Regions from separate parts of the Macaca mulatta genome. Here regions 2 and 3 are each linked to region 1. Evidence: chromatin contacts called from public Hi-C data. All regions are on one chromosome and are shown on one strand. The core of a region is the stretch at or near the end of the contact, and the rest is flanking DNA. Distances in the headings are between cores, read along the strand shown.

Region 1 (3,611 bases), core at 808-3,307:
TCTCACCAGAAACTTTAGGAAAGATGGGTGTGGGTGCGGGAAGCAGAAGAAACTAAGCTGAGAAAAACCCGGAAAAATACTCGACGCAGCTGCTGCGGCCTTGGGTCATCTCACCTCGATCTACCCCGCGTGCTTGCTTTCGCTTGGGGTGGAAAGCGGGGTTCAGGGGCTCTTTTCAGCGGACTGAGAAATCGCAGAGGCCATGGGTAAGGATTCAAGCTTGAGGAAATACTGGGGGCCGGGAGGAGGGTTATTGTAAAGCATTTTCTTAATTGATTTCAAGTCCCCCATTTTTTTACAGGAACCCCAAGTCAGGACTCCCCTTTCCCGACAGCAGGGGTAAAGGGAGCGGGGGTCCCTTCGCTTCACTGTGCCCCAGCTCTACCGAGAGGCAGGCCTCTGAGAAACGAGCCGGGGACCTGGGGGCCCGGGCGGCCGCAGCTTAGTGGGCTGAGGTGTCGATCAGGGGCACGCTTCGGAGCTCTGTCGGGGCCCAGCTCCCTCCTCCACACCCCAAAATGCCGCCTAGGACGTGGGCATCCCGAGCGGCATCCAGAGCCGCTGAGAACCCGCCGAGGTTGCTCCTTGTCCGTTCTCCCGCAGCCGAGAGGCCAGCATCGCGCCGGGACGACCCGGGGACCCGAGCCCGGGCGCCGCTGCATTGCCTCGGGTGCTAGGCCTGGGAGCTTTGAGGCCGGTACAGTGAAACACCTTTAGGAGCAAGGAGGGATTCCAGGTGTCCTCCCTCTGTACCCCAACTCCCTGCCCGGATATCTTCCACCCTTTGCCAGAGCTCCCACACACAAACTTTGTTCTGGACTTGTTCAGCCCCTTCGGGACCCACAGTTGTCGCCTCCATGGGGGAAAGCGAGTGCCCCTGTTTCAGGGGGGATTCCACTCTGGCTGGTCACCCGCAAACCTGAAAAACTATCCTACGACTTCTTCCCCGACCCCCCTGGAAGTAGGGGGCACCACGATCCGCAGAGGGCGCATACAGACCGTAAAGATTTTGGGGGGCAGAGGGTGCAATTGTTGGGGGAAGAGATGCGGAGATAAACTTTGCGAGCCAGACCCCGACACTTCCCCCGTCCGTTTGCACCGTCTCCGGAACAACTGGCGGCCAGCGGCACTCTCCACCCCGGCCGCGACCCCAGCAGGTCAGGCGCGGGCGCCCCGACACCAGTACCCATCTTCTTGCAGCTCTGAACCTCCAAAGGCACCCCGTTCTAGCGCGGGCCGAGGGGGAGTGTGCGCGTGGGGCGGGGAGTGGGGGTGCAGCGAGCTCCCCCACGCTCGGAGTTCAGCCCAGCGCCCGAAGTAAACTTCCTTCCCGCTGGCAGCAGGGCCGGGAGGCGGAGGCCGGGCCGGGGGCCCCGGGGCGCGGCGCGGGGAGCGCCAGGGGCCCCTTGCGGTCCGGCGGGGACGACCTCCGCCAGCACCCACGCCTCATGGGGCTCCCGGGTCCCGGCGGTGGCTGGGATCCCCGGAAAAGCCGGGACGGAGAAGCCAGGCCGGCATGCCCGCCCTCCTTCCCCCGGGAGGACCCAACAACTCCGGAAAGATCCTGCCGGGAGATGTGCTCGCTTTCGCCGGGGCAGCGGGGGAAAGCCCAGCAAAGGCAAATTGAAAATTAAAAAGAAAAAAAAAAAATTACGCCGAGTGGAAGAAGCAATCGGGGCCGCGGCGGCGGCGAGGTAGGGGGCGCGGGGGCCAGCCGCGTGTGCGTGGATCCGAGTGTGCGTGAATGTGAGTGTGTGTGTGTGTGTCCACGGCGCGGGCCGGAGCACTCACCATCTCGCCGGGGGAGCGAGGCCACTTCGGGGTCGGATTGGAAATGTTGAGGCTTCGCTTGCTTCCTCCGCGACATGCTGGCTCAAACATCAGCTGGGGCAGAATAAAAAATTACTAAAAAAAAATCTTCTCAAAATTACGGAAATCGAGCGGCGGCGGCGGCGGCGGCTCCCCCCGCCCGCCGGCCCGCCCGCCCCCTCCCCGGCTCCCCGGCCCCGGGCACAGCGCGCATGTGTCCTGCTATAATTATGATTATCAATAATGCATTGCGATTAATCATAGAGGGGCTCTTTGAAAGGCGATTGGCACCGGGCCAGCGCTATTCAAACCCGCTCGCCTTAATCAATTAGTTCGTGATTTGCTGCAGACCCCTGTCTCTCCGCGCGCTGGCCCAATAAGCCGGCCGCGGGGCTGGCTCTGCACGCCGCGCCGCCCGACACTGGGTTAACCCTCTTTGCGACCGCCCGGGACTCCGCGGCCAGGCCGCCGGGGGCCGGCCTCCTCTCCACTGCGGGCCCGGCGCCCCGGCCGGCGCCCCCCGCTCTCTCTCTCCTCTCCCTCTCCCCTCCCTCTTTCGCCCCCCTATCCCGGGCTGGGCCGACCCAAATTAGCATGCCCTCCCCGGAATTGAGCCGCCCCGGTGGGGGGTGGGGCCGGGCGGCGGGGGCTGGGGACTCAGGCTGGCGGCGCGCTGCGAACTTCCCAACTCGGGCGCGAGGCGCGCCGGCCCGCGGGGGGAGGGAGTCCCGCGGCGGGATTTGGGGGGAGGGCGTCCCGTTTCGTGAGTGTTTCTTCGTTTCTTTAAGAGCTACCAGAAAGCAGCCCACCCCCACCCCCATAAAAAAAAAATAAGCGAGTGGGGAAGAGCCAGCCCCACGCCGGTCCGCCTCCCGCCCACGGCTCGGCCTCCCTCCCGCCTGGCTCGGCGCTCCTCAGCCCCGAGTTCTCCATCCCCTGGATCCCGGGCTCGCGGGGGCGCGGAGAAGAGGATCCAGGAAAGGTTTGGGAACCTGATGGGTTTGTGGCCGGGGGGAGGGGCAGTTCTCCCGCCACCCCATCCCCTCCCCGCCAGGGACCCTGATTCTCCAGCCTCTTGCTTGCTCCCTCGCTCCCTTTCTCTACCTCGGACATTCCCAGGACAATTAGGGCTGAAGTTTTCGGGAGAAGCAGCCCTGAGCCCGTGGGATAAGGGGGCGGCCCGGCTCCGCCCAGGACCCCTCCCGGACCTCCCCCCCGGCTGCCCCGGTTGGCTGCAGGGCGCGTCACTCCGCGGGGAGGCGGCGGCAGCGGTGGCGCCGCAGAGCCCCGGGCGGGCGGAGAGCGGGGACCGGCCTGGGCTGCGAGTTCAGCTCCGGCCGGGGGGAGGGGAGGGGCTGCAGCTCACCCTGAGCGCAGCAGCCCGCCCCGGCCTGGAGAGACACGGCCCGGCCGGACCGGGCACTGGACTGGGCCAGTCCCCGGGACCCCTGGGCACCCCGCCCTGGGGAGGGGGCTGCGCCCCAGCCTTCGGGGACGAGGTGGCGGCCCAGAGCCGGGAAACTGGGTTGGGGGGTGGCGGTGGGAAGGTGTTCTGTCCGAGGCTGCCTGGAGGCGCGGAAGCTCGCCTCCACTTTTCGGGCACTTGCCGAGCGCTTCGCCCAAACTTTTCGCTCTATCACCATCTCCCCGAAGCTGAGATGCAACCTCCCTTCTCGCACCCCAGGGCCCAGAGCCGGGAGCCCGATCCCTCTGCCGGGCTCAGGCGCCCGCGAACCTGAGACTCGGTACGCGGCTCAGCCTAGCTCTTTCCCCTCGCGCCTCTGGGTCTCCTCGCTCCAAGG
Region 2 (3,611 bases), core at 758-3,257, 370 kb after region 1:
GATGCAGGTCTAGCATTAATGTATCTTCTGATTTCCAAAAAGGAGCTGGTAATCTGGATTGTTATATAAAATACACAACTTTTAAAAATTTGGACTCAAAACAAAAAAGGAAACAAGATGATTGCCTGGATGAAGCATGGGGTCAGGGAAGAAGTCCATGAACAAGTGGCTTTTAATCCAAATGCAGAAAATGGGTAGGTATCTACTGGAAGAAGGATAGAGAGTTGCTTCTGAGAGCTGGAGTGTAGACTCTGTACTATAAGTGGTTGGGTGGTGGGGAGTGAAGAGCAATGAGCCTGGAAAGGCAGGCAGGGGCTACATCCTGTAGGGCATTATTGGGTCTGCAAAGAGCAATGGGAATGGTTGTATGGTTGATTCAACTGGCTTATTAGAAACATGGCCCTGATAAGAACTGACTGGAAAGAGGCAAGAAGGGAGCTGGGAGAGTTTGTAAGATGTTGTTCGAATAATTTAAGGAGATACTTCATATTCTTAACCCTATCTCATCCCCTGTTAGACCCAGTTCCAACATTCTACCAAACTAGTTCTCTTTTGTGTTTTACTAAAGATCACTATCTTTCAACTTCACCCTCTCTAAGGACTGTTTCCAAATCCTCTGACATCTCTCACCTACTCTGGTCCTTTTTTAGTTCTCTCTAATTATTTTCTCCTTGTATTTTATTTTTACACCTAAATGCCCAATTTTCAACTGTCATTGAATAAGAATTAGGAACACGCTACATTAAAAAATAACTTATCGGTATATCAAACCTTCTGGCAAACATTAGGGCTTGGCTATTGCCATTTCTTTTCTTTCTACTTAAGGAAACATTTCCCCCACCTCCTTGCTGCTGACATATATATATTTATTTCAGAAATGCAGCCCTCAGGTTGTTCTTCTGCACTCTTTGAAGTCACTGTGAATTGCATGAAACTAGTTTGATGGCAAAGTGCCAGGATAATTTAAACAACTTGTGAGAGAGGATATTACCATTTTTTTTTTTTGCCATTTTAAATTTCCCAAGGCCATCCCATGGAGTGGGGGGAAAAGGTATTGATTAGTGATGACTGTCCTTCAATGTGGGTGCTCACACTCCCAAATCGCGGTGTAAAATTCATGAGAACTAGGACAGCTCTCTCTACCCTAGAATCAAAACTTTAAGATCATCATATTTACTCAATGACTTTGAAAGTAAAGGGATAGGGATAAGTGAAAAAAATAAAGTTTTGAAGAAACTGTCTTCCTTTGATTTCAGCAAAACAATGCTCTTATTATATTACACAATATATATGTAATAATATGCAATATATAATACCTAATGGGCAATTATTTAGAGGGTGTTGGATTCTTTGTTGACTGTGTTGTGAAGCTATTTTTTTGTTTCTTTTTCTTCTTCTATGTCTTCAACTTTTTTCCTCTCTTTGCCTTTCTTTCCCATTTTGAAAAACAGAGCAGGCATCTACCTTAAAGAGGCTAAATGCCCAAACTTCTGTGCCCTTGGTACATAGTTGTGGGATTCATGTTACATCACACTGGGCGATGTATGTGTCTGTTTGGGGCAGGACACATTTTTCTGTTGAATCACGGCTTGCATCTGGTCCCTTTGCCATGCACCAACTTTTGCATTTTTTAAAGATGGCAAATAAATAATTTCTTTCAGATTGGATAAAAAATGGGCTATGGTCTTTGGAAGTAGAAGACTTCCAGATAATTCCATGTTTGTACTATAAACTATACCAGTCAATTGCACATTCAGGTTTAGATTTGGGCCAGATTTATGCCCCTGAGAAAGTTCTATTTTTGCATGATTTAGACAAAAAAATGTGTCTGAACAGCATTACCCCGCCTAATTTATATGAAACTGTGATTCTGCCACCTGGAGTTTCGGGTCTGCTCTGTGAGACGTGTCTGGTATGTGACTAAAGGACCAAGCAAGGAGGAGGCGGCGAGGGGGAAGAGAGAGTCCGCTTAAAAGGGAGACGGCCATCCCAGCCAACTGAATGGGGCGTGCACAACCAGCTGGGAGGGAGGCCTCTTCATTGTGTTTCATTATTGGCTCTTGTGTACAACCAGAAAGGCACCCCCCTCCTCGGGGCATGCTTGGTTGCTACGATCTGTTCCTGGGGGATGGTGTGCATCCCGAATGGCATCCCCCTCCTCGCCAGACAGGCTTGGGTAGCTCAATTACCCAAGCAGCATTTTGATACCAGACACTTCCAAGTTCCACCTGCATCTCAGCCTGTGTAAAAAAAGACAAGCTGAGCAGCTCTCCCATCACCACGCTTGGGGAATATCTGCAGGAGAACTCGCTCCCCTCTAGACAAATATTGCTCATCTCTTCCTAAACAAGAGATTGCAAAGTGATTTGGTTTTGCCTTGCTTTTAACTGTCAACATCCTCTTCTAAGGCTCCAGGGGTTCTTAGTTTGCTGCTCTAACAAGTTAGGGTTATGCACTTCCTCATGGCATGGAAACTGGCCCTCCCTGGTCTGTGCATTTCACAGTCATTGGAGGCCTCTGCAAAGGTTTGGCAAATATTTTTTGAGCATTGGCTTCATGGCAGGCACTTGTCTGGGGATAAATTGCCAGGGATGTAGTACTGTGATGAACAAGACAGACATGAGCAACAGGAAGGCTTGCAGTGTAGTGGAAAAGAGGACCATGAATTTAATACTCACATAAATATATAGACAGATAAGTGAAAAGGACAGTCTACAATAAGGGTTTGCCTTACTTGGAAGTGGATGGGGCAGGGCAGAATTGAAGAGTTTCCTAAGGAGGGCCCATGTGAGCTGAGAACTGAGGGGTGAACAAAAAAGTCTGAAATGCCAGTCTGGGAAGGAAGCAGGGATATCCACTAGCTCAAGAGAGGCACTTTTTTTTTTTTTTTTTTTTTTTTTTTTGAGACGGAGTCTTGCTATGTCACTCAGGCTGGAGTGCAATGGCACGATCTCAGCTCACTGCAACCTCCGCCTCCTGGGCTCAAGCGATTCTCCTGCCTCAGCCTCCTGAGTAGCTGGGATTACAAGCACCCACAACCACGCTCAGCTAATTTTTGTATTTTTAGTAGAGATGTGGTTTCACCATGTTGGCCAGGCTGGTCTTGAACTCCTGACCTCATGATCCGCCCACCTCGGCCTCCCAAAGTGTTGGGACTACAGGCGTGAGCCACCGTGCCTGGCCAAGAGGGGCACTTTTTAACTGGGTAGGGACACTGACTTACCCAAGGCACTCAGCAAGCCAGTGGTGGGGTCACAGCAAGACTCCCTGCAGTCAAGGAAGATGCTTAAACACAAGGACTCTTCATCAAAAGGAGCTAGGGCTGACACACTGCGGAATGTCTCATCCCTTAATCTCTGTGTCTTCATTTCCTCACCTGTGGCGTGAGGATGATAGCAACCACTCCACACAGGAAAGTTTTGAGATAGAATAAGTATGCAATGTGCTTGAGCACAAAAAATATTAGCTGTTACAGTCATTCATTCTTATTTCGTCTTTGGAAGCAACTCTATAAGACTGAAAGAAAGAGAAGTACCACCTCCCCAAATACTGGCCCATAAATCTTTTATTTTAAAAGACAAAGAAAGAGCCACAGAGGTCACCCCATCACA
Region 3 (3,611 bases), core at 647-3,146, 290 kb after region 1:
TTGAAGGATTTTGTGAAGATCAAAATGAAGTAATTAATATAAAGCAAAAAAAAAAAAAAAAAAAAAAAAGAACGAGGCATACTGTAAGCTCTCAGGAAAGAGTCACTACTATTATTAGTTTTGCTATCAGAAAATACCCAACAAAACAAAACTGGCTCAACATATCTTTATCTTTTATGTTTCAGAGAACATACTGGGATCATCCTGAGGAGCTTCAGTTATCACTGTTTGAAAGAAGTTCAGAGGGACTGGGAAATCAAAATTTCTGCCCTTAAGAAACAACACAATGGCACAGAAAATTAAGCTTAAAAACTTGTTACAAAATGCTAAGTAGAGGAGAATGAAAGAAAAGCAAAAGCAGAGAGACCGAATCACAGGCTCAGGTGTCTTAGCAAGGACAGAATGATGTCTAAGGTCTGGAAGAATCGGTGACCTCAAAGGTTCTGCAGTGCCCATATTGCAGAAATGGTGCTTTGAGAGAAGGCCTCTGTCTGGGACATGAGATGAGGCATCTCCAAATGAAGTTTTCAGGCCCAGCCCCCATCTCCCCTCATCTTTTGCTGGTGATATAGATGCATCATGGACATCAGAAATCTTGATTCTCTAGGAATTCTTCTTCTTCTTCTTCTTCTTCTTCTTCTTCTTCTTCTTTTTTTTTTTTTTTGGTGGAGTCTCGCTCTGTCGCCCAGGCTGGCTTGCAGTGGCATGATCTCAGCTCACCTCCGCCTCCCGGGTTCAAGTGATTCTCCTGCCTCAGTCTGCCGAGTAGCTGGGATTACAGGGGCCCACCACCATGCCTGACTAACGTTTCTATTTTTCGTAGTAGAGATGGGGCTTCGCCTGTTGGCCAAGCTGGTCTTGAACTTCTGACCTCGTGATCCACCCCCTTGGCCTCCCATAGAGCTGGGATTACAGGCATGAGCCACCACACCCAGCCCTTAGGATTTCTTTTTAAATGTTTCTCTGTAAGGCCCAGAATCTTTTTCTGCTCTACAAAGTCATTCTACATTAATATCAAAATCAAAGAGAACCTTGCCATTCTAAGACCTCAGGATCCTTCTTTCTGTGCCTTGACAACCTCCAATCTTATTTTAAAACTAAGGGAGAATTTGGCACTTTGCTTTACAGTTTTGAACCTTCCTGCTCTTCTAATGGGCTCTTTCTTTCCCTCACAGACAGGGCTGCTCTTGCCTTGCTCATGGGGAAAGACCAAATCGCTTTCTTTGTTTTCTCCCCGGGGCAAACAGCATCCTGCCCCGTCCACCTGTTCTCTCCCTGTGGCCCCTAAGGTCTCAGAGTTTGGTGTCTTGTATACGTTGCCTTAGAGAACAAAAGACACACTTTATTGAAATGTCATATGTCAGCCGCGTCCTTCGATTCTATTAAAACCCTTTCTTTCTTTCCTCTTTCTTTTTTTTTTTTTTCTTTTTGAAAACATTATGGGGGAGAAAGGAGAGAAAAGGATTGGGGAGAGCAGCCCACAAAAAAAAAAAAAAACCCAGCAAACCCGAGCCCCACTTTGGGGAGTTGAAACATCTGCACTTTCTCAGCAGTTTGAAAGGAAACAAAAAATTGCCAAGTGGTATAAAATTTGAAGAAAAATTACCCAAAGGAGGAATGGACGTTAACCACGCTTCAATTCCCCACTATGGGTTGACATTTGAAGTACTTTCTTCTCCCCTCTTTCTTTCTGATTCACAGTGTGTCTAAAGAGGTGAATTGGGCACACAAAACCCAACCTCCTCTTGCCAGGGTGGGTATGAAATATGAAAGCTAGACGATTGTCTGGGCTCAGTGCATTGGAATAACATTGGTTAAATTATGGATAGTTTTTGAATAGTGTCACTTTTTTTTTCTCTGCAGATGGTTGTTCACACAAGGAGCCGGGTCTGCATAATTGTATCACTAATCAGCAGTAAGGCAATTAGTTGTGTAAGTGTGCTATAATCATTCTAACAGAAGAGATGACGAAAAGACAAAAAAAAGGAGGGGGGGGACCAAAATGTCTTTTCTGAATCCATCAACTGACAGCCATAATTAGATATATATAATTGAAAATTCCACAGTAGGGGGGCCAGCTTGTACAAATGAATTTTCTCTGCTGCCCTTATGCATTTTTGTCTGTGGTTGAGTATCCCCCTTAGGAAAAGGCAGAAAACTCGTCATTCCAAAAGAGTGTGTACTGTACTGGGTATTCTTTCAGGCCAATGATGTCAGAATAACAATTTTTTTTTTTGGTGTGGGGGTGGGCATGGGCTGCGGGACCTGGAGGTTAGTCTGCTGTGAAGACCAGGGCTTCACGCAAGCTGATATGAAACGCCTTGCTGTGTCGTCGTTACTGTTATTTTGAACCCATCCTTCACTGGCCTCATGGCCTTCTTTTGGCTCATAAAGGGACATTCCAGGCAGGGCCAACTTATCCACTGGGCACAGGAGGCAGGATGTCTTAGGGACTACCATACTTCAAGGGGCCCACTAGAATGTTACCGTTTTAATTTCTTTTATTTTTTTTATTATTATTTTTTGAGACAAAGTATGGCTCTTGTACCCTAGGCTGGAGTGCAATGGTGCGATCTCGGCTCACTGCAACCTCTGTCTCCCGGCTTCAAGCAATTCTCCTGCCTCAGCCTCCTGAGTAGCTGGGATTACAGGTGCCCACCACCATGCCCGGCTAATTTTTGTATTTTTAGTAGAGACGGGATTTCACCACGTTGGCCAGGCAGGTCTCGAACTCCTGACCTCAGGTGATCCGCCCACCTCAGCTTCCCAAAGTGTTGGGAATACAGGTGTGAGCCACTGCACCTGGCTTAATTTCTTTTAAAAGTCAAAATAAAATAACTATAATAAAAATAAATCTAGCCTGCATTATAGTCACCTTTATGCCAATGCACTTATAAAATATAATTTTTCATATATTTTTTACGGAGAATAGGGCCCAGGACAACAAAACTGCTATGGCCCATTAAAGTTCTAATAGAGTCTTGATTCTGGGCTAAGGTGTAGTCCTCTATGGAAGTGAGAAAAAGTGGGGTTTGAGTGAGCTCCCTCACAACAAAATATTTTATCCTCAGTTTTTATAGGAAAGAGGGGGCTTTATTTTACCAATGCCTGATGATCAAAACCTATAATTACATTTGGGTTAAAAATTCTTAAGTACCTATGAGTTTGTGGAAACTGCAGAAATGCTTAGCACTGAATTAATCAGACTATAGGTCTCCCATCACACTAGAAATCTTCTTTTTAAATTGGAAGTGCATTCTCCCAACCTCTCTCTCTCTCCTTTTGAATCCACCAACTCTTCTATAATTTAATTGGACAAATCTTAACTGTGATTTTTTTCCCCTCCCAAAGAGGTGGCACGTTGCGGCCAAAGCTTGTTAATTAAGTTCTTTAAATGCCCCCAGCTGTGCAATAAGTTTTCAAAGCAACACAACTGCAAATTTATTTATTTATTTTTTTAACATTTGGCGGCTAGTTTTCAATCATGTATTATTCCCCCCTCCTTTTTTTTCAGGATGAGAAAAACCGGAATAATCTCTGGGAGAATTCCCATGCATTGTGGAATCTTGGACAGACAGTCAAACTGGAGGTGCTGTTAAGTGGTGTCTAAT

The links. Hi-C and Micro-C count contacts between places; a contact is called where the count stands out from the background.
Region 2: a contact with region 1 is called in a Hi-C map of fetal cortex germinal zone, with 3 times the contacts expected there. The contact joins the enhancer-like site here to the promoter of SALL1 in region 1. A contact is called at or near these places in 4 of 14 Hi-C or Micro-C datasets (cortical neurons, fetal cortex germinal zone, fetal cortical plate and 1 more).
Region 3: a Hi-C map of fetal cortex germinal zone shows a contact between it and region 1, with 2.7 times the contacts expected there. The contact joins the enhancer-like site here to the promoter of SALL1 in region 1. A contact is called at or near these places in 3 of 14 Hi-C or Micro-C datasets (cortical neurons, fetal cortex germinal zone and fetal cortical plate).

The regions. Positions count from the first base shown.
Region 1 is chr20:46,597,269-46,600,879 of T2T-MMU8v2.0, forward strand. SALL1 (spalt like transcription factor 1) reads right to left here and starts at 2,058. Exons shown (of 3, transcript XM_015126115.3): 1 at 1,792-2,058. The coding sequence starts at 1,867. LOC106995014 (a long non-coding RNA gene) reads left to right here. Exons shown (of 2, transcript XR_013411595.1): 1 at 1-206; 2 at 302-1,228. LOC144337940 (a long non-coding RNA gene) reads left to right here and starts at 2,208. Exons shown (of 2, transcript XR_013411593.1): 1 at 2,208-2,791.
Region 2 is chr20:46,967,339-46,970,949 of T2T-MMU8v2.0, forward strand. No RefSeq gene overlaps it. Among named protein-coding and RNA genes, the nearest start is that of SALL1, 370 kb to the left of the region's middle. Within about 2 kb of position 2,008, at least 1 of the 40 cell types and tissues checked has an H3K27ac peak or open chromatin away from gene starts, as enhancers often do. A contact at or near this core is called in fetal cortex germinal zone, where this site is marked.
Region 3 is chr20:46,890,950-46,894,560 of T2T-MMU8v2.0, forward strand. No RefSeq gene overlaps it. Among named protein-coding and RNA genes, the nearest start is that of SALL1, 290 kb to the left of the region's middle. Within about 2 kb of position 1,897, at least 5 of the 40 cell types and tissues checked have an H3K27ac peak or open chromatin away from gene starts, as enhancers often do. A contact at or near this core is called in fetal cortex germinal zone, where this site is marked.